Linked DNA regions of Gossypium hirsutum: regions 2 and 3 are each linked to region 1. A link is a contact called in public Hi-C data. All regions are on one chromosome and are shown on one strand. The core of a region is the stretch at or near the end of the contact, and the rest is flanking DNA. Distances in the headings are between cores, read along the strand shown. Region 1 holds the start of LOC107930109 (cyclin-dependent kinase C-2). Region 2 holds the start of LOC107930114 (ATP-dependent Clp protease proteolytic subunit 4, chloroplastic). Region 3 holds the start of LOC107930112 (phytochrome-interacting ankyrin-repeat protein 1).

Region 1 (4,177 bases), core at 1,089-3,588:
AAAATAAAATAAAATAAACTAACAAGTTTCATATGAACTTACCTGTTCAAAATGTGAAAAGGGAGCATACTTTAGAGACTAATCCTCAATTGTAACTTTTCCCCGAATAACTTCACTTCGATCCAATTCTTGATCTATACAGTTATTTTATGTCACCAATCAATACCAAATATTTCCATACTATGCTATGATATGCATGATTCTATAGAAAATTTATTTTTAATTTCCCCTAAATTTTACATGTTATTCAATTTAGTCCCTAAACTTGGGATAAGCTTAACTTTCAATTCCTAGCTTCGGATTGAAATACGATTTCATATATTCTCATTAGAGCCTTATAGTTTTATTTATAATATGATTTCATGAAATTTTTTAAATTTATTCAAATTAGTCCCTACTGTAACAAAATTTAACAATAAGTTAAATTAACTTTACAATCTAGTCCTTTTCATATTCTAAGCTTAAAATTTATCAAATTCAAGCCCAATTCTTCAAGAAATCAACAATAAAAAATTTATAAAAATTTAATAGTTTCACAGTTTGGTACATGGTCTAGCTGAATTAAGCTCTCATGATCTCAAATTCATAAAAATTACAAGAACAAGAATTAAATTTACCTACCAAATCATGGCCAAATGATTTTAAGCTTCCTTAGGTTTTTCTTCTTCATGGATGGCAAGGAGATGAAGTTGAAGGATGGATTTCACATGTTTTCCCACTAACTTAGTTTTGTTAAAGTTTAATTAAACTAATCTAATTAACATAATCATGGTTTAATTAACTTAATCTAACTTTAATCTAACTTTAGTTGATTTTACCATCATCATCCACATTCTCCTATTTAAAAATGGTTCGATTGTCATTTAGGACCTTTGGCTAATTGCTATTTTAATCCTCAAACCTTTTGTCAATTAAAAATCTATAACGATTGAAACTTTACAATTTAGTCCCTGAGCCTTAATTAACTATTATTTCAGAAAAACTACTGGACCAATCTTTAATATATTTTATATTATCTCCATAAATATTCATATTAAATATTTTATATTATCTCCATAATTGAATATTTATGGACTCAGTTTATGGAAATGGAGTTTTGAAACTGCAATTTCTGATATCACTAAAAATCGAGTCGTTACAATCACCTTGCTTAATGCCCCTTATAGGTTAAATTAACTTGTGCGGGCCCCATTAGTAACAATATGATAAGACACTGTCTATATGCATTGCATAATTAAATTTATCCATTTCTCATCAAAGTCCATAGCACATAGAATTGCTCAAACAAAATTCAAATTTAACCTATCATGCGCCTTATTCGTTTCAAGTTTTAGAGCACTTATGCACCATTTTCCCTTCTTCTTCTTCTTTTTTATAAGATTTAGCAATTCTAATGCCATAACAACATTATCACTAATTTGGCTACCTTTGATGAATGCATTTCGAAACAAAGTGATGATCTCATTAAGGATGGACTAGATTCTCGAAATCAAAATCTTAGAAATAACCCTATAAACCATATTGCACAAGCTTATTGGGCGAAAATGACCCACCTTTTCTAGACATTTTCCTTATGGGATTGGCATAATGAACATTTTATTTAATTCCTTTAGTTGAGGAAGTTGAGCCGTGGATCTGAAACCAAATATCTACATCCTGCATTCGGTTCAAGTGCTTTAAGACATCTCAAATCAAACATTATTTTTATAACTTTCTTTTCTGTGAATGGAGAATTTAATAAATATTTTAGATTCTCTAGTATTGAGGAACCTCCAAACCAATTAAGAAATTATCAATTGATTGTGAACTATTTTGATTCGGTTGATTATAAATACTTATTTTTGGAGGGTTATAAATGCTTTTAAAATAGTCTTTAAAAAAATTTTAATATCATATTGGCATTCAAATAATTTTCCATTTTCACCTTTTTTGTAAGTATTGTGTTCGTGATAGTGGCGGAACCAGAAAATTATTTGGGTGCGGAACTAAATTATATATTTTTATAATAGTAACTATGTAATTTCATTATTTCAATAATTTATATATTTATAATTTTTAATGGATTAAATTAAATTTTTATCATTTTTAAAAAGACCAAATTATAATTTTTTCATTACTAATTTAAAAATTTTAAATTATAAAAATTTAAATTATAAAATTTTTATTTTAAAAGGACGGGACCTGCAAGCCCACTTGGCTCCGCCACTTGTTCGTGAGTCTTCTTTTATTTGCTAAGAAAATACGTGGTATTTTCAAAGAGAAGTTTAGACTTTAGTTTTGGGCCTAGTGATATTGGGTTGGGTTTAAATAAGCAAAGCAAATATTACAAGATAAGAAAAAGGAAAACCGTATTAGTATTTGAAGTTTGGGAAACAGGGCGAACGGGGCAATGCCTTTGGAATGTGGAATTGGGGAATTTGCATGCAATTAGGTATATTGAGAACCTCTGCTAGTGTGAGTTGTTCAAATCCGCCGCCGTTGATGTAGTCAGTATTCGGCCTTTCGGTTCAACTGCAGGGAATTGTGTGTTTATTTAAGTAGCTGCTAAATTGATTCTCAATCAAAGAATCAGATGGCGATAGCAGGGGCAGGGCAGCTTAATCTGAACGAGTCGCCCTGCTGGGGATCAAGAAGCGTCGATTGTTTCGAAAAGCTCGAGCAGATTGGAGAGGGTACCTACGGGTCCGTTCTTCTGCTTTCCCTTCCTCTTATTTTCAATTTAGGGTTTATGTTTGTTTCTCTATTTTTCTTAAATAGGGCGTTCTAATTTCTCTTTGCTTAATAACCATTCATTGCCAGTTTAATTCAATTTCTAGTACTATATGTTTTTGCAGCCAAGTTTACATGGCCAGGGAAATAAAGACCGGTGAAATTGTTGCTTTGAAGAAAATACGCATGGACAACGAGAGAGAAGGAGTATGTTCACGCCTTATACATTTATGTTTCATATAAATCAAAGAAATCATAGCTAAAAATTGCTCTTTCTCTACAAACTTGTACAGTTTCCCATAACAGCTATTCGTGAAATTAAAATTCTGAAGAAGCTCCACCATGAGAATGTAATTAAGCTCAAAGAGATTGTTACTTCTCCGGGTAATTATACGTGCTCGTCATTTTGCAATTGCCCCTTTGGCTTTTAATGCATTTATTGATTTGACTCCTACTTCTTAAAATTACTCCTTTAACCTTTCCTTCATATCTCCTGGTTTTATATTATTTTTAATTGTAGGTCCGGAGAAGGATGAGCAGGGGAGACCAGGCAAGTGTTGTACCATTCCTGATTAAGGTGTTATCGGCTCACACTTAATATTTGCTATGGTTTAACTCTTTCCCTTTTTTGCATTATAGATGGTAACAAGTATAAAGGTGGAATTTATATGGTTTTCGAATACATGGACCATGATTTGACTGGCCTTGCTGATCGACCTGGGATGAGATTTTCAGTTCCCCAAATTAAGGTAACCCATTTTATAGGCAAAAAGGATAGAGAAGAGAGAGAGAGAGAGAGAGAGAGAGAGGGAGAGCACTCTGCATTCAATCATCATAATTTTGTTCTTCTAACCATGCTACCCTTTCGTCCAGTGTTACATGAGGCAACTTCTTACTGGGCTTCACTATTGTCATGTAAATCAAGTACTTCACCGTGACATCAAAGGTTCTTACCTGCATACCTGATATCCCCTTGTTTAATATAATGTTGTCCCTGACTATGAAATCCAAATTAAGGTTCTACTTATTCATTGATGCAGGCTCAAATCTTCTTATAGACAACGAGGGTAACCTCAAGCTTGCTGATTTTGGTCTTGCCCGTTCATTCTCAAATGATCATAATGCAAACCTTACAAATCGTGTTATTACCTTATGGTACAGGTATGTGTCTTTTTATTCTTGGGTTGAACTGTGTTGATGAAACTTTTGGTGAGAGGACTAAGAGAATGGATGGATCATTTGGGTGATCGATCTGCAAGGACAGGAAAAGATATTAGGAGGGCATCGGAGTTTGGACTCCAGAGCACCCTCCGATGCTTTAGTCAGTATAGGTTCAACCGTTCAAGGACTAAGGGTTGAGTGAGATAGAAATTTAGCACGGTTTGAGAGCTTACCTTATTTAGTGAGTACCTTTCCATATTTATAGGTCTCTGTTCTCTGCCCAAAGACGAATGGGCAGATGTCCATA
Region 2 (4,177 bases), core at 625-3,124, 390 kb after region 1:
ATTTGTATGAAATTGTGTTAAATGCCCAAGTTGACAGAATTAGAACTACTGGGATACTAGTGGCATGCCAGTAAGGATCCTCACCGCGCTCTTTGTTTTTTAGTATGCTAGTGCTTTCTGTTTAGCATGCTTGTGCTCTTCGTATAGCACCTTAGTGCTCTCCATATACTTGTGCATATAGTTGCACCCCTGTACTTGATTTGTAAATCCTAAATTGTTCTAAATAGTCTACTGTGGGAAAATGTGTGAAAGCAAGAAATACGAGTATTTAAAGTATCAAGTAAGTATGGAAATTACTCAAGGTAAGTAAATTTGTTGAAATAAATGTCTAGTCATAAAGATATTCATATGTGGAAGTATAATATATATTAGTAACATTTTAAATATATGTTATATTCATTTATTCTTGTAGTGTTTACTAAGTTGTCACTGGCTTAACGTGTTTATTTCAATGCATAGGTATAGTTAAATTTAACGAGCTAGAGTCAAGGTTGTCAGCTGCTCATCTCATCACATTGCCAAGCTCGAAAAGTGTATGTATAGATTTTTTTATTTAGAATGACATGTACATAGGTGGTGTGGTATTTAACTTGGTAAAAAGAGGTTATTTTGTAAACTTTAAAAGTTTTACTTATTGTGGGTAAATTAATTAAGTACTTTAGCATTATTGGAAATGAATTAATAAGAGTTTAAATGTGTGTATGCATATGTGGTATGATTATTGGTTAAGAATGGTTGATTTAGAATTGCTTTGAATTAGGTGGTGTGGTATTTAACTTGGTAAAAAGAGGTTATTTTGTAAACTTTAAAAGTTTTACTTATTGTGGGTAAATTAATTAAGTACTTTAGCATTATTGGAAATGAATTAATAAGAGTTTAAATGTGTGTATGCATATGTGGTATGATTATTGGTTAAGAATGGTTGATTTAGAATTGCTTTGAATTGGTTTTTAAGTGTTGGATTGGTTCAAACTCTTTGCAAAGGGTTTTTTAGCAAATTTTCCAAATATTTTTGAGCAAATTTGACTTAAAGTATCGATACCAAGGGTCAGGAATCGGTACCTAGTGTTTGGAATTGAGTTTTTCAAAAATAGAATGTCAATTTGGTATCGATACCTCGGACATAGGTATCGATACCCACATGAAATTTTTGAAATTTTGAGTTCCAAAATGCCGTTTTGGTATCAACACTGGTCAAGGGTACAGATACCTTGTTAAGGTATCGATACCCTATGTTTTGGTACTGATACTTGCCCTCTATTTTTCTTAAAAAAATCATTTTTAAATCACTTTTAAACGTCAACGATTGACCGATGATGACCTCAAACATTTAAGATAATAATTAATGACTTAAATAAGTTTAAATGCTATAGTTAATGTTTGAAATTACTTACTGTTTAGTCAAGATCTCTTTAGCACCAAATGTAATAGTCCTATATCAGGTCCCAAATATCAGAACTAGTTAGGGGTGTTACACATGAATTTTGATCTAATGTGCAATTTGATATATGAACTTTGATTTGATACAATTATATACGTGGAACTTTAATTGTGGTTCAAATGTATATATGAAACTTTGATTTTGATTCAATCATACATATTTAAATAAATACATCAATATATTTTTATATTGGATAAATATAAGTATTTGTGTATGAAATATATATATAAACATAAAATAAAGCTATATCAGTAATTGTGTTAATAATTTATGAGAATTGAATCAAATAAAAAATTCATGTATAAAATTATAAATTAAACCAAAATTATATATCAATTTTAATATTTATACTTTATTTTATACTAGTTAGGCCAGCTAAAGTAACTAGGTAAATTCAGATAATATTAAAAAATATTAAATCATTTGAGACTCAATACTATACGGACTAATGTCCACATTTTTCAAAAGTATAAAGACCTCTCACATATTTAAACCTTCAGTGAAAAAAAGAGGATAACAATATTGGAACGGTATTTGCCTGATATCATATCAAGAACGAAGGGCAAAGGGGGCGGCGGCTTCGGTCGGAGTAGTTGCTTATCTGTGACTGAGTTTTCTCGACGCACCACCAACATCACAAAGCGCCATGGGTTTACTATCCCTCTCATCTTCTCTAACCCCTTCCTTCCCCTCTCTTCATCTCAAACCTAAACATAAACTCTCTCTTACTTTCCCAAACCCTTCCTTTGCGTGCTCCGCACCCACATCCAAACCCCTCTCCTCATCTCTCAAACTGAAACCTACTGCGAATTCCCTCAAATTTTCATCCCCTCAGAGCCCCGCCACCGCCATGCGAGGGGCCGAGGCCGACGCTATGGGGTTGTTGCTCAGGGAGCGAATCGTTTTTCTAGGTAACAACATTGATGACTTTGCGGCCGATGCCATTATAAGTCAGTTGCTGCTTTTGGACGCTCAGGACCCTACTAAAGATATCAGACTCTTCATTAATTCCCCTGGTGGTTCTTTGAGGTATCCCCTTTTTTTTTCCAGGATTTTATATTTGTTCTGCTGCTCTGTAACCCTAGGCAAAGATAATAATGCAGAGAACACATTGTTGCTACAACTTCTGCTCTGTTCCGTGAAATTGTTTTCTCTCTGGGAAAGAAAGAACATTTTAGTCTGCGTGTGAATCTTGGAAATACATATCCGATGATTTTATCAATGGGCATTTTCATAATTAAGAAAAAAAGAGAGAGGAGAATTCACTAATAGAACTTATTTTTCTATGAATCTTGAACTGACAAGTCATGACTTGGGTGAGTTACTTTATTGGAAAAACTCTGGCTGAAGGTACCATTTCTCAAATCTTGATCGCTTTAATATTCCCCTAACAAACTGAATAATGAATTCTCTGTTTGTTCTTCAACTAGGACACATCATTGTTTAGGTTCTTGGAAATGAAATGGCAATTTTTATTTGATGGGAGTGGGATTCTCCTTGGATATGGATTATCATTGTTTCCTGATATTTCTTGTTGAAGAAGCCTGATAGCAATGATTTAATGATCTATCTTGTTTGTAAACCCCATTTAATAGAGTAGCATCTCTAAAGCACTTATAGAATACTTCCGAACCTTAGTGCTTGATAAGCTAGCAAGTCTAACCACTAAAAATAACTCAAGTAGCCTAAAATGGACATCGGGTCATGGCTGAGCCTATGGTATAAATTTCCAGCAAGCTACAACTCTTGGTTTGTAGCATCAGCTCGAGGATGGAAACTTTATTGCTTCGTCCAAGCATGAAGAGTCTTGCTTCATCATTAAATTAGCATGTGTGGTAGTTCACAATCTTATTGTTCAATTGTGTGTGATTATCTATTCTTTTTTTCTTCTAATGACCAAGGTCAAGTTTCTTAGTGTGCTTTATTTTTTTTCAATTCCTTAAAATGGGAAAATTATGCCCAATAAATGTTTTCTGGATTAGGAGTCAGCTCAGATCCTTCTGTTTATGCAATCTTTGGGTATAACTTAGGTTGTTGCAGGGCCAAGTGGAAGTGTGCATATTCTTCAATCTTTAGGAGCTTAGAGCAGTTGACATTATATGCAGTTTAGGTCATCAATTTACGTTTGAAAACATGTATGCAATCTTACATGTTATATTTCCATTGAGGCTTGAGGCAAAGGGTACCCTCTTTTGCAAGGGAAACGTTTCACTTGATGGGGAAGGAATGGAAGATTTTGGTGAACGGTTCCTCATAATTTGTCTAATGTACTGACATAATCACTTTGCACGTGTGCGCACACACAAGAAGAAAGAAACACCACGAAATATATGAAGACTATAACTGCTAGTAAACATGATAAATTTCCATTTCCTATCCTTTCCACTCAACCAAGTAAGACTGCTTGCCCAACCTTCCTCTGTTTTTATCTTTGTGCAATCCAAATAAGGCTAATAATTAAATTACTTTTTTCTTTCTGTTTTTCTTTAAAAAATTTTATTTTCCTTCCCATTGGTGATGTACAAAAGAATAGAAACTTCCCCGTTATGGTTCCATTTTAACATTTTGTCTTCTTCTATTTGATTTCTGATTGTATCACCTTGCTTGCCTATCCTTTCCTTTTGCTGATCTGCTGTTTTTGCTATTTGTATCAGTGCTACAATGGCCATATATGATGTAGTGCAGCTTGTCCGGGCTGATGTTTCCACAGTTGGAATCGGCATTGCAGCATCAACA
Region 3 (4,177 bases), core at 1,083-3,582, 270 kb after region 1:
CTGAAGAAGAGCCATCTCTTTGAAGACGCTTCATCTCCTCATATGCCCATTCAAGGCCAGGGCAGTAATGGAGCGGTGGATTAAATCTGCAATCATTGATGTCATCTGGCAAAAATGCCCCATTCTCTATCAGGAACTTCACTGCTTCCCTCTTTCGTTCTTTAGCAGCTGTGTGAAGTGGCGTCCCTGAGTGAAATCACACATTAAACAAGAGGCAATAAAGTCAGTAGCCTTTCTTACATCTAGATGCATCCTTTTATATCAAATCCTGAAGTTCTAAATAAATTCACCAATCAGGTTTAGCCCCGCCAAGCTATCTGTACTGTGTACACTGCTAGTAGAAAATAGATCACAGTTTACTTGAAACGAAGAGAGTAAATAGCAGGAACAACTGCAAACAAGTACAAACTTGTGACACAAAAACAATAGAACCGCAATGTTGGGCATAGGCCGAAACCTGATGATGCCATTGTGTTCTTTCTTTTTGGGTAGTTGCTACTTGCTAGTTACTACAATATAAAGTTTATTGCTTTACAATGTTTGATGAGCGTGGAAGCTTAAACTGAAAAATATTTTAATAAGAAATATAAAGCTAAACTAAAGTCGAACAATATATATATCAAATTAACAAAGTTCAAATGTGGAAAACAAATGATGGTTGGCATGGCCCAGATTAACTTGTAGTTTTTGAATTAATGGAATTACCAGGTCATAGAGTTGCCAACAAACACAAATTTTTGCTTCAATTATATAATCCACAAAAGTTGGAACAGAAAAATGTGAGATAAGATACTTACACCCACAAGCACCTTTAGTTCTTGCATCAATATTAGCACCACGTTCAAGCAGTTCATCCATAACTTCAAGGTGGCCACCCTCAGCAGCAAGATGGAGTGGGGTGACACCTTGGGATTTGGGGCCCCATGCAGCCACATTTACATCCACACCTTCGTTGAGCAGTTGCTTGACCTGTTTCAAGGAATTTTAGCTCAGCAGTCCATGGCCAAGAGAAGTTATAGCAGTGAATCGTTTGACAAATAAACACAAATAATATACCAAAAAATACCAGTCACAACAAGCTCAAAAGGATTTGGGTCTTACATATGGAACCATTCATACATGTACTGATAAACATAAGGATTTATTTTATATGTATCTGTCTATAATCATTTGGTTAAACTTATTTTTATTTGACCAAGATAAAGAAAAATTATCATGTTCGGCTCCTCCTGGGGATGGAATGCTTCTAAAAAAAATCAGCAAGTAAAACTTGTTAAGAGATTCCCCAAGGGAATTTGGGGAATCCGAAAAGGAAAAAAAATCACGGAAAAGTAATTGGAAGCTATTCCTCCCTGTATATAAATCCAGGTAAAAGAACATTTTCCAGTAAATGTAATAATCTAACATTAGCGTTGGTTTCTTATATTGGTTTAAAGTATTAGAACTATTGAGTAACTTAAGGATCCATCATCAATAGGTGGATATCATATCCGGCAACAATTATCATGAATTCATAAAATTCAAGGGTACTACCAATAAAAGAAAGAGCAGTAAAAACGGTAAATAAGAAAGAAAGAAACCTGAATGAGGTCACCTTTACGGGCTCCGATGTGGAGCATTGTCCAACCTCTATCATCCCTATCAATCCCACACCTAAACGAGCGCCTTCTTGACAAATTTCTCCGCAAAGACTGTCCTTGGGTCATATTCTTCGAAGCAATAACAAAAACCAACCAATACCGTTGCAGATATATAGACTTTTTTCCTTTAACCCGGAAAAAGTAAAGAGAACCCCAGACCAAGATTTGATTGATTAGGCGAAGAAACGCATGATATTTTTGTAAAAACGTGAAATTTTCACAAAGAGTTAGATCCCTTTCTTTTTATTCTTGGAAAACAAACAATCCCCTCGAAAGCTTAAGATGAAGAGAAAAATGATTACATGATAGAGATGAAAACAAGGAGAAGAGGGAAACAGATTAGCGAGAAGCAGAGGAATGATGAGCGACGCAGAAAGGGGAAAAAGGATTCAAGCCAGGACCGAACACACGCAGGTTTTGGAATATCACGTTGCAAGTCATCAACGAAGAAGGCAATAAAAACATAATTGATGAAATTGATTTTGAATAATATTTACAGCAAAAACAGAGGAATTGCCCAAATCATAGATCGATTCGGAGTGGGAGAATATTAAAATTTTATGAAATCGGGAAGAGGAGTAATCAAAAGAAAACCCTAAATAAAGAGGAAAACATTAAGAGAAATGAGAGGAAAGGAGAGAGCTACCACAAAGAGGATATTATGACGCCCCGACCTTACCCAATACTAGGCTTGTGAGATTTAAGACCTAAATATCTTTGTGGCATTCGCCAACTTTGGTTCTCTTGGCGATGGGCTAACGGGCCATCACTAATACTGTACCTAGCAACCCATCCAGCCCAGCCCACCACAACACAATGTTTCCCCCTCTTTTAATAAATCAATATATAATAAAATTTCGGGATAAACTCTAAAAATAGTCACCAACTATATCATGTTTCTATTTTCGTCATCAAGGTTTAAAATTTTCTATTTTAGTCTTAATATTATCAAATTTTAATATTTTGTTCAATCCTACGTTAAATTTTTAACAATGACATTTTTTTATTGGCATAACAATTAATAACAAAAAAAAATACAACAAATTTAGCGCTCAACTTTATACATTTTGTCAATTTAGTCTTAATTCTTAAAAAAATATAAATTTAGAAAAAATTAAAGAAATAAAAAATTTAAAATTTCATTTTTCAATAAAAATACATAATAGTTTTATAAAAATATATAAAAAAATTATTAAAAAATATTTATAAATAAATGGATATCTTTCTTTTTCCATTTCTTAACATGAATTTTATTTATTATAATGATAATTTTATAAATAAAATAATAATCTTACACACAAAAAAAAGGGGAAAACCCATAAAAAAGAATTATGCAAATTCAAAATTTTCCCTTTTTTTAATATTAACAATCCCAGTTGAGTTAAAAATTATAGTGTGAGATAAAAAATGGTGAGAACCAATGTCTTTAGGTTGTCGCCCAAAATGGATTTGTTGCATTTGAGGCTCTATTTAAGGTGGGCATGACTGGGGATATATAGTGAGGATAAGGTCTTAGAGACCTAGTAGGTGGAATTTAAAAGGCCATGTCAATATCTCAATAACTAATTTCTAGTTCGATGGTATAATGATGGAAGATGTGGACATCAAGGAGTTCAAAGTAAATATTATTAATACTGGTGGTTGTGGGTAAAGACGGTGCCTAGCACAGGACAAATTTGAGAAAGACTAAGGACTAATGTTAGTCGTATAATAAAAATTACTATTTATAAAATAAACTTCAAAAAAAAAAGGAAAACCTTGAATCTGATTTAAGTATTATTTGTAGGTTTTTTAAAATATTTTATTTATGAAAATATTATTTTAATAAATAAATTTCATGTCAAAAATAGAGAAAAATGGGTATTCATTTATTATAATGTTGTATGTATTTTTATAAAATCTTATGTATTTTATCATAAATGATTTTTTAAATGATTTTTTTTATTTTTTATAAAGTGGACAAAATAGAAACATGCTAATAGTTGACTAACTATTTTTATAGTTTACCCTAAAATTTAGGTATAACATCAAATTTAACCTTCAATGTTTGCATCTTTTGTCAATTTGGCCCTTTCTATTTTTTTTGACTAAATATGGTCCTAAATATTTTTAAAAGAGTCGAGTTTAACCATTAAGCTTTAAAAAGGAATCGAGTTTTTATTTTTTTAAACGAAAATACCGACTAAAACATTGAATTTTCAAACATGGCAACCCTTATGGCAATCCACATGTTCCTAATTTATTTGATTTTTTTATAAAATTTTTATATTTTTTAATTTCTAATGTTTTTGTGAACATGACATTTAAAACAAATAGTATCATGTCAATGTTAAATACACATGGACTGCCATGCAATTGTCATGCCAAAATTGTTAAAATATCAATATTTTAGCCAATATTTATGTTAAAAAAAGCGTTTTGACTCCTTTTGAAATGTTAAAAACCAAATTTAGCTTAAAAAAATAAGACTCAAATTGAAAGAAAATGTAAACATTGAGGGCTAAATTTGACGTTATGCCTAAAATTTATTTTAAAAG

Evidence for each region. Hi-C and Micro-C count contacts between places; a contact is called where the count stands out from the background.
Region 2: a contact with region 1 is called in a Hi-C map of leaf, with 3 times the contacts expected there. The contact joins the promoter of LOC107930114 here to the promoter of LOC107930109 in region 1. A contact is called at or near these places in 3 of 34 Hi-C or Micro-C datasets (callus and leaf).
Region 3: a contact with region 1 is called in a Hi-C map of leaf, with 2.2 times the contacts expected there. The contact joins the promoter of LOC107930112 here to the promoter of LOC107930109 in region 1. A contact is called at or near these places in 6 of 34 Hi-C or Micro-C datasets (hypocotyl and leaf).

What each region holds. Positions count from the first base shown.
Region 1 is chrA08:109,155,191-109,159,367 of Gossypium_hirsutum_v2.1, reverse strand. LOC107930109 (cyclin-dependent kinase C-2) reads left to right here and starts at 2,338. Exons shown (of 12, transcript XM_016861677.2): 1 at 2,338-2,682; 2 at 2,835-2,916; 3 at 3,003-3,093; 4 at 3,230-3,259; 5 at 3,349-3,458; 6 at 3,583-3,655; 7 at 3,750-3,870. The coding sequence starts at 2,573.
Region 2 is chrA08:108,764,237-108,768,413 of Gossypium_hirsutum_v2.1, reverse strand. LOC107930114 (ATP-dependent Clp protease proteolytic subunit 4, chloroplastic) reads left to right here and starts at 1,874. Exons shown (of 2, transcript XM_016861685.2): 1 at 1,874-2,470; 2 at 4,096-4,177. The coding sequence starts at 2,088.
Region 3 is chrA08:108,883,552-108,887,728 of Gossypium_hirsutum_v2.1, reverse strand. LOC107930112 (phytochrome-interacting ankyrin-repeat protein 1) reads right to left here and starts at 2,332. Exons shown (of 3, transcript XM_016861683.2): 1 at 1,581-2,332; 2 at 798-969; 3 at 1-186. The coding sequence starts at 1,706.